3 separate regions of the Mus musculus genome follow, and regions 2 and 3 are each linked to region 1. The links are chromatin contacts, called in public promoter capture Hi-C maps. All regions are on one chromosome and are shown on one strand. Each heading gives the region's core, a stretch centred on a gene start, on an enhancer-like site or on the middle of the called end of the contact. The rest is flanking DNA. Distances are from core to core; before and after follow the strand shown.

What was found. Promoter capture Hi-C pulls out the DNA fragments that hold promoters and counts their contacts. Capture Hi-C pulls out chosen DNA fragments and counts their contacts.
Region 2: a promoter capture Hi-C map of liver shows a contact between it and region 1, with 2.9 times the contacts expected there. The contact joins the promoter of 1810013A23Rik here to the promoter of BC004004 in region 1. A contact is called at or near these places in 1 of 39 promoter capture datasets (liver) and 2 of 115 datasets of contacts at active chromatin or transcription factors (bone marrow-derived macrophages and pancreatic cancer cells).
Region 3: a contact with region 1 is called in a promoter capture Hi-C map of liver. The contact joins the promoter of Srpk1 here to the promoter of BC004004 in region 1. A contact is called at or near these places in 2 of 115 datasets of contacts at active chromatin or transcription factors (memory CD8 T cells and pancreatic cancer cells) and 1 of 9 other capture datasets (liver).

Annotation. Positions count from the first base shown.
Region 1 is chr17:29,267,531-29,270,040 of GRCm38.p6, reverse strand. It overlaps BC004004 (cDNA sequence BC004004), which reads right to left and starts at 1,253. Exons shown (of 9, transcript NM_030561.3): 1 at 1,039-1,253.
Region 2 is chr17:28,270,453-28,272,962 of GRCm38.p6, reverse strand. 1810013A23Rik (RIKEN cDNA 1810013A23 gene) reads right to left here and starts at 1,255. Exons shown (of 3, transcript NR_045427.1): 1 at 1,076-1,255; 2 at 719-762. All of the region lies in intron 2 of Ppard (peroxisome proliferator activator receptor delta), which reads right to left.
Region 3 is chr17:28,621,267-28,623,776 of GRCm38.p6, reverse strand. Srpk1 (serine/arginine-rich protein specific kinase 1) reads left to right here and starts at 1,256. Exons shown (of 16, transcript NM_016795.4): 1 at 1,256-1,377; 2 at 1,740-1,800. The coding sequence starts at 1,365.

The sequences.
Region 1 (2,510 bases), core at 4-2,503:
TGTGTTCATTAAAGGCTGACAGCAGAGAACTCCTACCAATCTCTGGAGCTCAAGATCCTCCCCTTCCTGCCACTGTTGATGTGGCCACCTGTGTGTCCTTCTGGACCATCTTCCAGTTCATTCCCAAGCTCACCTCAATGGTGAAGTCTAGCTCCGGGCCTCCCTCAGCTCCAAAGCCTTCATACCTTATCATGAATACTTGTCTTTCTCTTTACATCTGTCTTCTGCTTCATGTAAGGCCTCTTAGAACTCCTGTGGCCTCTTTACCCCTTACACAGCTATTCAATAGCCTACATAGACATATAATTACTGTGGGATGTGTAGTCTCCGGTGAGAGTTAATATCACCAGTGAAGACTGGAATGATATATTCTATTTTCGGTGATGGCCAGCTGTCAAGGGAAATCTCGAAATCTTGGCAAAATTGCAGCCAACGAAACCCAGTTTGTGAATCTGTACTTCCATTGTGAAAGACATTGTGCCTGGCACTGTGAAAAGACAAACGTGTCCCTTTATGTTTCTGACATAGCATACTCACGACACATGGCTTGCAAGGTTTAAGTCTTAAAATGCAAGGAAACACTAGGCAGCTTATTTTTCTCGTACTGGCAGGCGATTGACTGCAAACGGGTCAGTGTGCCATGCCACGTTCTGAGACGCCAAGTTTATCACATTAAGTCCACATTAAAATAAATAAAATTAAATTAAGTACTTCCTCCTTAACATTTGGGCTAAGATGTCTAAGAAGGGGCCATTCAGGGGTGACGCTAAGGCATCTGTGACAGGTTGGCAAGCGGGGTCAGGGCTTTCGGACACGGCCGCCACGTCTGCGAACCAAGTTCGAGCAGTGTCGGACCCCGTCACCCTCCCCGCGGAGCCTCGGGAAAGATGTCAGAGGGGATCTGCCCCGGGGAGCGGTCGGGGGTGCTGTCAGTCAGCAGAACGCGGACGGGAGCGGCGAGGAGGGCGGCGCGAGGCAGCGGCGGCCGCGGAGGGCGGCCGGCCTCCCCCCTCCCGGCCTCGGGCCCCAGTCACTCACATGCGGGCCCGCGCCCTCTCGGGCTCCTCCCGCCTCGGGGACAGCAGCCGCCGGGCGAGGAGGGTGGGCCAACAACTTCCTGCTTCCGGCAGCGCGACCCGGAAGTGGTTCTCGCGCCGCCGGCCAGGGCTGGAACACAAAGGAAAAGCTCCTTGCGCCCCAGGTTCCGAAACAGATCTGGCGAGGTCGCGGGGCGCGGGGCGCGGGGCAAATCTCGCGGTATCTGAAAAGCTTGTGCTCTTGCTCCCCCTGACGTCCAGATGGCACTACTGCGCCTTCTCAGTCGTAGAAGTCTCAAAATATTAATAACAACAATAATAATAATAATAAAAAAATTTTTTTAGGGGTCCGGACTCATTGACTCAATTCATTCCCATTTACACTTGGCTCACTCGTTTGTATCTATTGACTGCTGGTTCTGTGGTAAGCATCACTAAGCACTGTACTCTTAGGAAACTGCTTCAAGAATTATATATTGTAACATGAACATTCTCACAACACCTGACCATGAACCAGCCAAACAGGTTTATGGAGCTGGTTAACTGACTGCAGGTTTCTCTCACAAATAGGGAGTGGCAGTCAGCAACTGTTTGTATATGTGTGTGTGTGTGTGTGTGTGTGTGTGTGTGTAGTATGTGTACGCTTCTCCATGCACATAAGTGTCTTCAGAGGCACCGGATCCCATGGAACTGGACTTACAGACAACTGTGAGCAGAATGATATAGATTCTGGGAACTGAACTCAAATTCTTTGGGAAAACAGCTTTCTGAACAGCCAAGCCATCTCTCAAGCCTCTATATCAGAACCTTTAACTGATTTCTACCCGGGGACCTGAAACAAAATGCTGGGCTCAGCCCTGATGCTATAACTCAAAAGCCATGGTGACTGTGAGATGGGGTCAGATGAACCAGAGCAAAGACTCCAGGCCACCAGGCCACTCTACGCTCTCCCCATACAGGCACAAATAAGTCTCCTTTCCTGACACCCACTACTACCTGTACCCTCAGCTGACATACTAAGCCTGCCAGAACTGACTTTGTTTTTAACCCCTTAAAATGACAGTTACACAGGCTAGAGAAAGGGCTCCGGAGTTACAAGCACCTGCTGCTCCAGAAAAAGACCAGAGTTCACTTTCCAGCACCCACACAATGGCTTAGAACTGTCTGTAGCTGCCGGGCAGAGTGAGTTCCAGGACAGGCAGGGCTATACAGAGAAACCCTGTCTCGAAAAACCAAATAAACAAAAAAACAAAAAAACTAAAAAGGAGAATATATGGAGCCTAAATTCATCTATGGTGGCCTTGGAAATTCTCAAAGTCCCCTTTTCAGAACCTCACCGAGTGAGAGAACTGGGGTTAGCAGAGTTCCCATCACTTGAAGCTGCAAGGCAAAGAGAGACAGGTGAGACTGCACTGAAGAGGTACAGTTCTGTTTCCCTAAGGACACCAGCTTTACAGAGAACAGTGACGATCA
Region 2 (2,510 bases), core at 6-2,505, 1.0 Mb after region 1:
AGGGACAAAGCGGTTGAGTGGAGAGGCAGCGGAGCAGATGGGCTCTCCCTGCCCTAGTAGAGCACTCTAGAGATGGGAGCCCAACCATGCCCTCCACAGATCTACCCGCTAGGATCCCCCAGATTCCCTTGGCAGCCTGCACGCTCACTCAGGAGGGGGTCTGCGGATGTGACAGAGAAATAACGCCGGAAGCAGGCTACAGGGGTGACACCTGCACACCACATTAACAGGACAGTACACCTCACACACTCAGGTCACACTGGGCTCCTTCACCTCACAAGCAAGGAACCGGCTCGACACAGAATGCCGAGGACACATGCCTCTGTGCACCAGATGTTACACTGGTGACAGGGACAACCTGTAAACACTGGTTCATTCAGGAGTGCTGAAATGCAGGCTCTGAGGTGGCCATGAGCCAGGGGAAGACATCCCAGCACTTTCCCCAGCCTGCACAGAGCAACCTGTTCCTTGCCAGGACTCTCCGGCCTTGGCCTCCAACTCATGAGCTTCCCGGGAGGCCGAAGAGGGAGGACAGCACAGAACAGGCACTCGGAACGCCCAGAGAGCTGACTGTCTTGGTGCTGTGGCAATAGGCAGAGGACAAGGTGGCCCAGACAGGAAAGACAACAAACTGATTCAGCCCTAGCCACCGACTTCTCAACAATAAATGCTCTGGAGGACACCGAGGAGTGCTAGGGACAGAGTCCTCTCTACTCACCCAGGGCTCAGGAGCGGCTTCCTTGAGGATGCGGATGCTGCAAACTGGATAGAGACAGGTCTGTGGGCTGGCTGTGGGCCGCCGCAGCAGAGGCCACTCAGCCAGTCCCGGGCCACTCGGCACTCAGCTGCCCAGCCCTCTTTTCTGGAGGCCTCTACCACAGTCTCCACCCAAATCCTGGGGCTACAGCAGGTGGTAGCTCCCCACCCACCATAACCTGCTTGGCAAGGCCTTCCGCACCTTTCCCCACTGAAGCTTCCTGCTTCTCTCTTCCCCAGGAGTCCAGATCGAGGCAGGGCCTTCCTTATCTACCTGGGATTCACAGGCCAGCTTGGGAACCCTAGGCACTGACCTTACCATGGCTCACAGTCTGCTCCTTACAGCCTGCACGTCCCCGAGGGAGTAGGTGGGGGTTGGAAGGGTGCCTGCAGGATACCTTGGACACAGCCTTCCCTCTAAAAGAGGCTGAGAGCAGGCAGGGGGCCTGCAGCTAGCCCAGCGGAGGGCCTGCTTTCTACCTGAGACTGCCAGGTGCACAGGGCGCTGGGAAACACAGGGTGTGGTGTCCTGGGAGCCCTGTACTGGAGTGACCTTAGTGCTGGCCAACCACATCAGAGGTAGGACTGGCACAGGGACAAGGCAAGACTGTCCCCAAACACAAGTAAGCTTGGCTCATGAGCAGAGTGGCCTGGCCTGGGAGCTCAATCTCACGCAGCCTCGGGTCCGGAAGTGCTGTTACAGTCATGCGAAGAGGCAGCAGGGTTGAGTGGTCCCAAACCCAGGAATACTGGTTCTGAAGGTTCATCACAAAACGCTTCTTTCTTTTTTTTTTTTTTTTTTTTTTTTTGGTTTTTTGAGACAGGGTTTCTCTGTGTAGTCCTGGCTGTCCTGGAGCTCACTTTGTAGACCAGGCTGGCCTCAAACTCAGAAATCCGCCTGCCTCTGCCTCCCAAGTGCTGGGATTAAAGGCGTGCACTACCACACCCGGCTCACAAAAAAAACGTTTCTTAACTGCCATTACTCATGACATGGGAGTGATGGTCGCCAGTGGCTCGCACACGCAGAGGTCAGTCCTTCCAGGCCTCTGCTGGTACTAAAGGCATGGCCTTTAGGTGCCTTCTATACAATGGGATTTCCATTCTATAGTCCTGGCTGGCTGGGAACCCACGATCTTTCCTGAACCTGCAGGTGGCAGGCCTCCTAGGGAAAGCAACCTCCCGCCTCTGAGACAAGGTTTCTCACAGGTCTGGAGGCTGGTGAGCAGGCTAGGCTGGCCGGTATGCCCCAGAGACCCATCTCTCTCCACCTCCCCGTGCTGCGCTCGCAGGTGCACAGCCAAGCTTTTAGTGCAGGCTCTGGAAATGGAACTTAGGCCTTCACACTTCATATCAGAAAATTAAATTAAAACGAGCGTGTGGGGCCCCGTGCCTGAAACGCCATTATCAGCACAGAGATATGGGAAGATCTGGAGCCTGAGACCCTCCTTTGTCTCAGGCATCAAAAAATGAAGGAAGCAGGAAAAGTCAGTTTTTTTTCTTTTAAAATTCATAAAGTGAAAACATTCCTTTAAAATTCTGTGTGAAAGACACAGAATAATTTATAAATTGAAGGGTTTCTGGAAATTTCTGTTCCTTGTTCCCAAATCCTGACAGCCAGGGACTGCTGGGAACCTGCAGTCCTTTAGGCCCTTTCTTATGTGGCTCCAGGGGCAGGCTCCCGCAGGCACGCACGCACAGCAGCCAGAGTCCTCCTCAGGTAGAGTCACTTCCTGGCCCGGCGTGGGTGCTGAGCA
Region 3 (2,510 bases), core at 7-2,506, 650 kb after region 1:
TCATAAATGCCTGCTGATTCTACTTTACTATAGGAGTTTTGATGCCTGAATCATTGGGTTGGGACAGCAAGATTCTGAGCACACAATCCTTTCCACGTTCTCATCTTTCTGTAATGGGGATAATAACTACCTTGGCCTGAAGTTGACATCAGCATCTAATAAGATCATGCACTTGACAGTATGGAAACACCCGGTAAGTCCTACGATGAAGAGAGTTCTTCAAGGAGAAAACAGAATTCCCATTCACACCCTTCCTTTAAGGCTTTCAACTTGCAGCTAGAAAATTCCCTTTAGAAGTGTTTGCTTTTACTTAAAATAATTGTTTAGCTTACTTATGGGTGAGGGGTTGTTGCATGTGCCATGGGTCCTGTGTGCAAGTCAGAGAGAGACCTGTGGGAATTGGCCCTATTTGGATTTGAATTCAGGTCCTTAAGGCACCTTTACTTGCTGAGCTGTCTTCTGGTCCAGTTCTTTTCTTTTTTTCTTTTTTCTTTTTTGGTTTTTCGAGACAGGGTGTCTCTGTGTAGCCCTGGCTGTCTTGGAACTCACTCTGTAGACCAGGCTGGCCTCGAACTCAGAAATCTGCCTGCCTCTGCTTTCCAAGTGCTGGGATTAAAGGCGTGCACCACCACTGCCCAGCTTCTGATCCAGTTCTTTTTTTTTTTTTTAATATTTTTTTATTACGTATTTTCCTCAGTTACATTTCCAATGCTATCCCAAAAGTCCCCCATACCGCCCCCCCATCCAGTTCTTATTGATTTATTTTGGGTCAGGATCTCATTATATATGCCTTGCTGGCCTGGAACTCATAAAGATACACCTGCTTCTGGAGTGCTGGGATTAAAGGCATGGGCTGCTGGCCCAAGGTTTTATCTTTAGAAGAGGACAGAGGCACACGTTCCCTCCTTCCAGCCTTTGTTCTGTGTGTATCCACATACAATTTAATTTCCCATTTTCTTTAATGTCTTAATTGGCCCTTACAACAGCTCAGACAGGAACTGGGATATGTTTGGGTTAAGCAGTTTTGCAGGCCGGGGAAACTGAGGCAAATCCCGACTGACTGCGGAGCCCTGCCTTTCCTCAGGAGGTAAGAACTTCAAGCCGCGCGCTTTATGGCGGGACACTAAAACCAGCTTCCCATTCAGGATCCCTCGGTCCCTTGCCCTCCACTCTCGTACACCCCGGAGCAGGTGGTAGGCTCTGTGTTCACCACGCAGGCGCGCGACGCCGTGTGGGGCGTGGTCGGGCGGGCCCGGAGGCGGGGCCGGCGCGCGCCGGGAGGAAGAGCTGGGATTTGGGCCGCGGCGGGAGCCCGAGTCGGCGTCACTCGAGTGCGCAGGCGCCTGGCGGTTACCGGTCTCGCCATGGAGCGGAAAGGTGAGCGGCGGAGCGGCCTCCGCCACGAGGAGCCACGGCGGTCCCCGACTGGGCGCCAGGCGCCTCTCTGGCCACTGTCGCGGCCCCCTGAAGCGGCGTCACTCTTGCCTCTCGCCCCTCGGCTGCGGCGTCCTCCGGCGCCCGCCGTCCCCGCCCCTCGCTCCGCAGCCCCCAGGCCGGGGCGGCGAGGCCTCATGGCCGGCCCGAGCCTCTTTGGGCGCGCCGGGCCTGGCAGCCGCTGTGCACCCCGAGCAGCCCGCCCCGCGCTCGGCCCGCAGCCTCAGGCCCGGTCGCCCTGCGTGCTCGCGCCGCTCCCCGCCTCCCACTTACATCGGCCCTTCATCCATCCCTCTCTCCCGCAGTGCTCGCGCTCCAGGCCCGAAAGAAAAGGACCAAGGCCAAGAAGGACAAAGCCCAAAGGAAGTGAGTCTTGTACCCCAACATCCCGCCCTTTGCGTTTCCTCGGGGACCTCCTCCCCCTACCGGGTTGTGCGCTTCGGGCGGTTCCCCCCCAACCCCTCCCCGCCACATGGTTACTGGGCCGCTGTGTGATTCGCCCTCCGGGAATCATGTGGAAGGTAGCTGGGTCTCCAGGCTCGGGTCTGCTGGAAAGACCCGGAGCCTGCCCGGCACCACTCGCCAACTCCATCGAGGAGGCCCAGGTGTGGCCCGGCAGCCGGAGCTGGCAATCATTACCTGCCTGTCTGTGAACTCTGCTCTTCCTTCCGTGCTCCGCAGCGTCTTAACTTGCCTCCTACGTCTGTCCGCACGCTACGCCATCGGGAAATTGTTGAATGAATTTTCCCTGTTTACCCTTGGCCCTGCCAACCACACGCTCGCTTGGGTAGAGGAGGACGGCCGGGAGTCTTCCTCGCGCCTGATTACTCTGCTTCCTAAGTCTGGGAGACTCTGTGGCGTTGCTGTCCACTCGGTGTGCCGGCTAAGTTATGCATTACCGGCGGGCCGTACTATCAGGTCCTCAGAGCAGTAACGTCGGAGTAATGTCCAGAGTCAAATTGCTGGTGCCGGTTGGGTGATTCCGGCTTGGTGGGCCTAGTGCTACACTTGCCCGATTTGATGTGTAATAGTGGTTTAGTGGTGTTGGGGGTGTGTGTGCACAAAAGAGGGCACAG